Linked DNA regions of Mus musculus: regions 1 and 2 are each linked to region 3. The links are chromatin contacts, called in public Hi-C maps. All regions are on one chromosome and are shown on one strand. The core of a region is the stretch at or near the end of the contact, and the rest is flanking DNA. Distances in the headings are between cores, read along the strand shown.

Region 1 (2,700 bases), core at 35-2,534, 520 kb before region 3:
GTTTCTCTAGGTAGTCTTGGCTGCCCTGGAACCAACTGGTTTCATAGACCAGGCTGGCCTTGAACTCACTTAGATCCACCTGACTCTGCCTCCCGAGTGCTGGGATTAAAGGTGTGTGTCACCACGCCCTGCTCCACCACCCATTTTTTGAAAAAATAAAGTTTTATTGCAGCACGGCACTGCTGGCTCATTTACTTATTGTCTATGGCTATTCCTGCTACGCTGAAGCTTAGTAGTTACCATGGAAACCATATTGGCTGGCAAAGCCGAAGATATTACCATGTGGCCCTTTATAGAAAAAGGTCACCGGCTTCTGCTGTAGCTAAAAATCTGGGGACAAGGGATGATTCTGGCAAAATTTTATCGGGACAGATATCCCAAGCAGAGGTGTGTGGAGTGTGTACCCGAGGGAGAGAGTTATAAGGTACATTGTAGCGAACGGGTGCAGGCTTTCGATTTTCTCTCTTGTTCAGAGGAACAGACTGTTGATGCCTAAGGTGCTTGCTTGGGTTTTCAGGGTGGGTGCGCACATGATGATACCCACCCCTCTCCTTTCTGCCACTGCCCGTTTTTTCCGGGGCTCTTAGAATGCATCTTGAGTCGATAACTTCCTCCTGAAACTCCCTGTGTACACAGAAAAGCTGTTCTATTATTCAAATTCTCCAAGATCAAGGACGTGAAATGAAGGCTGCCCCTGGCCCCATAAGACATCCGAACAAATCTCACGGCTTCCAAATGTGACTGTGTCACCCTGGGATTAATACCAAGTAATCCAGTTTCAGCATCAAGACAGCGAAAATAAGCATTTACTCTCCCGGAAAATCATTTTATACTGATTACAAGTTGTAGCCTGTCACTGTGACGGGAATTGAAAATGTGTACATTTGCGAGGTTAATATTTCTCTCTAAAGCTGCTTTCTCCCCCGCCCCCACCTGCTCAAAAGGGACGGAGCTCGAAGTAAACATTTGTCCAGAGACAGCCGCCTACTGACACATGGAGTCCGAGCGACCTTTTCATTTACTCGCTGGACACCGCAACAGTGAGAAACAAAGTAGCCATGGTCACTGCTGTTCACAGCTCAGGCTAGATCATTCCGTCCTGAGGGCTGGCTCTTAGCAGGAGAGAGCTTCAGCCTCGGCCCTGGCTTTATGCTTGAGATGCCAGTCGAGCCTCCTCCTTAACTGTGACAATGAATGTGCCTTGCTGGTGTCAACCCAGTCTAAGCTAAAAGTGTTTGCTGAGCATGCGCGAGACCCAAATTCAGTTCCCCAGCACCCACGTGACGGCAAATGCCTGCAATCCCAGCATGAGGAAGTTGAGACTGGAGGATGCCAAGTACACTCTGGCTAGCCAGTCTAGCTAAGTCAGTAACTTCCAGGTCTAGTAATTAAAGGTTGTCTGGGTGTGCTGACACATTCCTTTAGTCCCAGCATCCACATGGTGGCTCACCACCACCCGTAATGAGATCTGACGCCCTCTTCTGGTGCATCTGAAGACAGCTACAGTGTACTTATTTATCATAATAAATAAATCTTTGGGCCAGAGCAAGCAGGGACTGAGCACGTAGGGACCGAATGAGTGGGGCCGACCAGAGCAAGCAGAGGGCTTAAATTCAATGCCCAACAACCAGATGAAGGCTCACAACTATCTGTACAGCTAGAGTGCGTACTCATATACATAAAATAAGTAAATAAATCTTTTTAAAAAGTTTAAAAAAATTGGGACACGAAAGAGAAAAAAAAACACCCTATGTTGACCTCTGACCTCCATTATGTGCATTGCATGCATTCACCCACACATGCACACAAACACAAGCATGTATTCACACACACACACACACACACACACACACACAGTAAATAAAACACAAATAAACTTACATTTATAGATGCTGAAAGCAGTAATTAGCCAAACCAATAAAGTACAGCCAGCAGTGTAGCCACCATCCACGTCCCCGCTCCACCTACATCTCTGCTTCAACTCTCTCAGCCCAAGGTAAAGCGTGCCGCAGTGTCTTCTCCAAACACCCCGAGTGGTTGGTTTTGTTTTGTTTTGTTTTGTTTTGTTTGGCCTAGTTCACTCACTTTACAGAGAATCACCACCTCTGGGAAGCCCTCCATGGTGACGTGGAGTTAGGCTCAGTTTCCCTCGGGCCTCTCTTGGGCACACAGTAAACCCACAATTAATTAATTAATTAATTAAAAATTTTTTTTTGTTGCACTGTATTGGGGACTGAACCCAGGGCCTTATGTATGGGAAACCAGCTTCTTGTAACCTGAGCCACATCAGTCTCCAGCTTCCCTTCACACAGCCTAACTTTGTCTGTCTGTCTGTCCATTCATCTGTCCATCCATCCATTCATCCATCCATCCATCCATTTATGGTAGGGTCTCTCTATGTAGCTCTGGCTGTCCTAGAGTTAATTCACTATGTAGACCAAGCTGGCTTCAAACTCCCAGAGACCTGCTGGCGTTTCTCCCCATGTTCTGGGATTAAGGGTTGCTCCATCAGTCCTGGAATGGCTTTAAATCTAAATCTGTTATTCTTGGCATTTTCCAGAGAAGTGTTTCTGTTTGCTTTCTTGTTTGTTTTGAGACAGGGTTTCTCTGTGTAGCCTTGGCTGTCCTTGGCTGTCCATGTAGACTAGGCTGGCTTTGAACTCACGTAATATTCTGCCTCCACCTACTGAGTGCTGGGAT
Region 2 (2,700 bases), core at 176-2,675, 620 kb before region 3:
TGAGTGATGGCACATGACTCTAATCCCCAGCCTTCAGCGTCAGCCTGGGCTACCAAGACTTGAGCCTTTGTCTCAAAACCTAGACAGAGCGAGAGGAATGGTGCAGAGCTTAAGAGTGTGAGACACTCTGGTAGAGGGCTTGGGTTTGATTCCCAGCACCCACGTCGCAGCTCCCAACCACTGGTGGCTTCCATTCCAGGCGACCCAATGTTCTTCTCTGGCCTTTGTGTACACTGGGCAAGCAAGCAGTGCACAGGCACATGCAGGCAAAACACATATGCATAAAATAAAAACAAGTTGGGCTGGCAAGATGGCTCAGTGGTTAAGAGCGCCGACTGCTCTTCCGAAGGTCCCAAGTTCAAATCCCAGCAACCACATGGTGGCTCACAACCATCCGTAATGAAATCTGATGCCCTCTTCTGGAGTATCTGAAGACAGCTACAGTGTACTTACATATAATAAATAAATAAATAAATAAATAAATAAATAAATAAATAAATAAATAAATCTTTAAAAAAAATAAATAAAAACAAGTTTACAAAAACCCGTCCGTTATTTTCTGTTAAGGCAGCTCTTTAAAAGAGAAAAGGAAATTACATCTTCGTTGGGGGTGAATGCCAGGGCCTGTGAGCGGGAGCCAGAGCACCCCCTGCAGGGGACAGTTCTCTCCTTAAGAACAACCAGTGCTCTTCTTCAGATGCTCTTCTCTTCAGAAGCCCGGAGTTTGGGGTTCAGCTCCAGGGCACCGGGTCCCTGTGGTCTCCTTGGGTACATGCACACATGTGCACATACCCGCATGCAGATACCTATATATAAAAATATTAAAAGCAATCCTGAAAACTGCCCCCCCCTCCCACCCCAAATATAGCAAATGTTTCCTGAACTTTTATTTGTGCCCAGCAACCTCGGATGCTTCTGTGCATTTAACACTTGTTTCTTTGACTATTATTATTGTATGTGTACATAGGGTGCCTTGCGTAGGTACATGTGGCACGGTACCCTGGAGGTCACAGGGCAAGCTTTTGAAGATGGCTCTCTATTTTCACTTTTATGTGGGCTCTGGGGAGTCTCTCTTAGTTCATCAGGCACGTGGGGCAGGCACTTCTTACTCTCCAAACAATCTGGCTGACTCCTTGCTTTCCATTTTTTATATCTGAACCTCACAGAGTATGGCGTCCTCTGCTCCTTGGTACGTATCGGGAAACTTAAGGTCCAGGGTCAAATTATGACCTCGGCAATGAAGTCAGGATACACTGAAGGGAAGTCCTCGTCAGGTTGGGTTACTTTTCGCTGGAGAATTCTGGAAGGTCAGGGTTTGGTTGTAAAGGAAGCAGATGAGGGCAACTTCCTGACTTGGTGTAGCAGAGAAGCTCTGTCCCCCGTTCCTCGTGCAGGTTACGCAGCTTTTGGCCACACGGGGGCAGCGTTTGCTAAGGAGAGCAACCGGTTGCAAGTTGGAGACAAAGGCCAGAAGAGCAACCTAGAAGAGCTGTCCCTGGGATTCTGACCAGGTTCAGGAAACGAACCAGCATCCCTCGGCTGTGGGATACAGACCGATACAGACCAGGTCTGGCCCGAGGCTATCAAATGGAAGGTTCTGATCTGTGAAGCTGTGGAGACAGAGTTCACAGCAGACTCATTTTGGGGAGACTGCCAAGGATGCCCTGAGAACTTTGTCACAGGCAGAGTATGCTTTTTGCTCTGGTGTAATTATTTCAAAGAGAATGAAAGACTTAATTTTGTATTGGGGCAGTCCTTCACAGATTTCCACAATTCGTTGACCAACGGCACTGAACAGTTTAGTGTCGTCGCAGAATGCCATATTTTGATTTTGCCAGAGGAGGGAGGTTATTAAAAAAATATAGCAACAGAATTATATTAGTGTTAACTATTACCATTCACAAAAGGGGAACAAGGCAGCCTGGAAATGCCACCAAACGTCATTAAATAGTGAAAGGCATAAAAGCAAAATACGGGAGAGGTGGTTTAGTGGAAGAAGTCACGTGGCTATTGCAGAGGACCTGAGCTCAGTTCCACTCACCCTGGGAAGCTCACAGCTGCCGGTAACTCCAGCTCCGGCGGATCTGACACCCACATTTGGCTTCCAAAAACACCTGAACTCATGTGCACATACACACATGCATGCATATAATTCAAAATAATAAAAATAAAAACTATAACTCCATTTACAAGAAGTCACATCTGACCCCAAATCTCTGAGATTCTCTCTCTCTCTCTCTCTCTCTCTCTCTCTCTCTCTCTCTCTCTCTCTCTCTCTCTCTCTCTCTCTCTCTCTTTTGGTTTTCAAGACAGGGTTTCTCTGTGTAGCCCTGGCTGTCCTGGAACTCACTCTCTAGACCCGGCTGGCCTCGAACTCAGAAATCTGCCTGCCTCTGCTTCCCAAGTGCTAGGATTAAAGGCGTGCACCACCACTGCCCAGCAAGCTCTGAGATTCTTATCTATGACCCACTAAAACGGACCTGGACTTAGCCCTGGCTCCACTTACACTACCCCCTGAGCAGCTGAGTGCCAGTCTAGCACGTGCCCTGGTTCTCAACCTTCCTAATGCACTGACTCTTGAAAATTCTCCATGTGGTGACCCCAGCCATAAAACTATTTTCATTGTTACTTCATAACTGCAATTTTGCTAGTGTTATGAATTGTAATGTGAATTTCTGATAAGCAGAATTATCTATTATG
Region 3 (2,723 bases), core at 42-2,541:
CCCACAGCCATTCCAGCCTTGGCAGCTGCCTCTTCTACAGCACCCCTCATTAAGCAGGAGATGAAACATGCAAAGACACGGTACATGGACGTAGGGATCACACACAGCCTTTCTCCTCCATTTTGGAGTTCTTTCTTAGTGATAATGATGTGGATTATCTTGAAGCTGACCCACTCAATAAAATGCTTTGGGGAACTCATTGTCTATCATACCTCTAGAAATTTTTGATAGAAGATTCTGGGCCAGGGCCTGGAGGGATGGTCAAGCTATAAAGAGCATAGTCTATTCTTCTAGAGAACTGAAATGTCACCCCCAGGTCTCACATCAGGTGGTCTGCAAACACCTGTGATTCAAACAGGAAGGTCTCTGATGCCCCTGGGCCTCCACAGACATTCACTGTGTGTTGTGTGCATATATACACAGAGACATGCATACCTACACATAAATAAAAACAATAAAATAAATACATCTAAAAAAATAGCTTGCCCTATCTGTTTGTAAAGTATACAACGATAAGAGAAATAGGATCCTGGCTGTGACATTTCTGGAGGTCAACCCTGCTTGCCTTCCCATGTCAGGGGTTCTAGTCTGGTAATAGAGTCCATATACAGCACACATCAGGTTTCAGAGAAGCCCCTAGGACACCTTCGAGGGTAACCACTGTTAGCAGTAACACATACCTCTTTCAGTTCAGCAGTGTTGTCTTCGGGCTCTGGACTCCTTGGCTTCCTCACCCTCTGGCCTGTTTGCCCTGTGGAAGGTTCAAGTTCTCATCACAGATAACGAGGAAATGAGATTACGATGTTAGCTTTCTCTAGAGATAACAGCAGTCCAGGTCATAAAACTACCATATGGCAGTTTTGGCAGGCTCTGCCGAGTACCATGGACTAATTATCACATAGACAGACTCTGGTCCCCATTTGCCAGCGCCTCCGGGCCCCCTGTGGCAGGGCTTGGCAACCTGGCGGGGGTGAGAGGCTGTATTGTGTTTGGCAGGGACATGATGTGACCTTACTGTGGCCATTTCTATCATCTCTTAACATTTTGCTCGTGATTAAGCTTATCATTTCAAATAAACACAAAATGTCAGGTCTCTGGGTCTGCTTAACATAGAGAGCCAAAATAGACCTCTGTTTGATTTAAAGGGGGTCCGGGCCAAGAGAGCAATCTGATCAGTTCCCCCATCTGACTTTTATTAGAGCGATGGAAGAACGGGGGTGGGGGGGAGGGCAGCATCCTCGTTCCAATTGGATGGCTGCCACCAGCCAAACCCACTGTGCACAACCCACGACTCTTCGAAGACCTCTGGCTTAGTGACTCAGAGCAGTGGTCCTGGGTTGACCTTCCTGCTTGGTACCTGTGAGCCCTGAGTTACGTCAGTTGTGCTTTCTTTTTTCTGCATCAGGGAAGGGAAAGCATCCCTGGGACCATCCTGAAGAAATGCTCCCCGATAAGATGAGATTAAGGGCTTGTCAAAGTCCTCCTGGCCAGGTTTCCAGTCAGCACTGTCCTTCAGCAGACCTCTGGCTGTGCTCTGGTACTAGACACAGTCTATGGGAATGCCCGACCCCAGCCCCAGCAAGCATTGGCTCTTCTGGAAGGCACTGATGGGTAAAGAAATGGTCAAGGGAAGGAGATCTGTGAGGGTTCAACTGCAGAGGAGATGTGGTCATCTGGGTTTCCCACCAGAGCAGCTGGATACCTTCCCTCTCCTTCCTCCAGCCTTGCCTCTGGTTTGTGATTGCAGCATGCAGGATGGAATGAGTCAGTAGTCCACAGCCACAGATTCTAGGCAACTGTGGGGCTTAACTCAGAGCAGAAGTCAAAGTCTCCTCTTTCCTCCAAGCCCATTTATTGCTAGATTTATTTAATAAACATGAAAATGCCTGGCCTGCTTCCGGTCCACTCACCAGCTCGCCACAGAGACGCTTCTCTCCCCAGCTCGCTCTTTCTCAGTCCTCAAGCCAAATGTTCACGTTGCATTTCGAACAAGCTGCAGTCCTGGCCCTGCCTCTTCCTGAATTTTCTTATATTCCCTGACAGAGCAAGCCTCTTTCTCACTCCACTCAAATATCATTTCCTACTTAGCATTTACTTATTTATGTCCAAGGGGGTCCTTCCTCAGAAGATAAGCCAGAGACCCTGGTCACATGCCCCCAAAAGTAGAAAGCACCGAGGGCAAACAGCAGAGCCGGTGACTGCTAACTTCATCGCGCTGTAAGTTGCCCGCCCCCCCCGCTTCTGCTAGACACAAGCTCCATCAAAGTCTTGGATCTAGATTGATCAATGCAATTCCCACTAACCAGCCCAGTGTCTTACACAAAGTGGCACTCAATAAGTATTTGTTTATTGATAAATTGAGCACTTACGAGTGTCGCCAGAAGGGTCTCTCCTGAGATGATGACAGAAAGGCTCCGGGCTCACAGGTAAGGTGACAATGAAGACTCAGAATGATAAATGCTATCATGTGTCGCAGGTGCTGTAACATAGATGGGGCTGCTGCCTTTTACCATGCGTCTGTGATGTCCACGGATATCCTTCAGGGGAAGACAGATACACACTAACACCAACAAAACAAAGCCCTATTTGCAATTGATGGAAGACATAAAACATAATTTACCTAAAGCAAAAATGTTTGACTTTCTGAAATTTGGCAGAGTTATTAGGATGCTAACAAGGCTAAAGCTTGGAGGACTACTGTAGTTTATAAATTAACTGAAAAA

Evidence for each region. Hi-C and Micro-C count contacts between places; a contact is called where the count stands out from the background.
Region 1: a contact with region 3 is called in a Hi-C map of the N1E-115 cell line, with 3 times the contacts expected there. The contact joins two enhancer-like sites.
Region 2: a Hi-C map of the N1E-115 cell line shows a contact between it and region 3, with 5 times the contacts expected there. The contact joins two enhancer-like sites. A contact is called at or near these places in 1 of 484 Hi-C or Micro-C datasets (the N1E-115 cell line) and 1 of 115 datasets of contacts at active chromatin or transcription factors (astrocytes).

The regions. Positions count from the first base shown.
Region 1 is chr2:170,001,390-170,004,089 of GRCm38.p6, reverse strand. It overlaps a transcript of Tshz2 not described here. Among named protein-coding and RNA genes, the nearest start is that of AY702102, 40 kb to the right of the region's middle. Within about 2 kb of position 1,284, at least 44 of the 459 cell types and tissues checked have an H3K27ac peak or open chromatin away from gene starts, as enhancers often do. A contact at or near this core is called in the N1E-115 cell line, where this site is marked.
Region 2 is chr2:170,100,081-170,102,780 of GRCm38.p6, reverse strand. No RefSeq gene overlaps it. Among named protein-coding and RNA genes, the nearest start is that of Zfp217, 30 kb to the left of the region's middle. Within about 2 kb of position 1,425, at least 31 of the 459 cell types and tissues checked have an H3K27ac peak or open chromatin away from gene starts, as enhancers often do. A contact at or near this core is called in the N1E-115 cell line, where this site is marked.
Region 3 is chr2:169,480,434-169,483,156 of GRCm38.p6, reverse strand. All of the region lies in intron 1 of Gm34112 (a long non-coding RNA gene), which reads left to right. It overlaps Gm14249 (predicted gene 14249), which reads right to left. Exons shown (of 7, transcript NR_166520.1): 2 at 2,370-2,537; 3 at 681-751. Among named protein-coding and RNA genes, the nearest start is that of Gm34112, 13 kb to the left of the region's middle. Within about 2 kb of position 1,291, at least 18 of the 459 cell types and tissues checked have an H3K27ac peak or open chromatin away from gene starts, as enhancers often do. A contact at or near this core is called in the N1E-115 cell line, where this site is marked.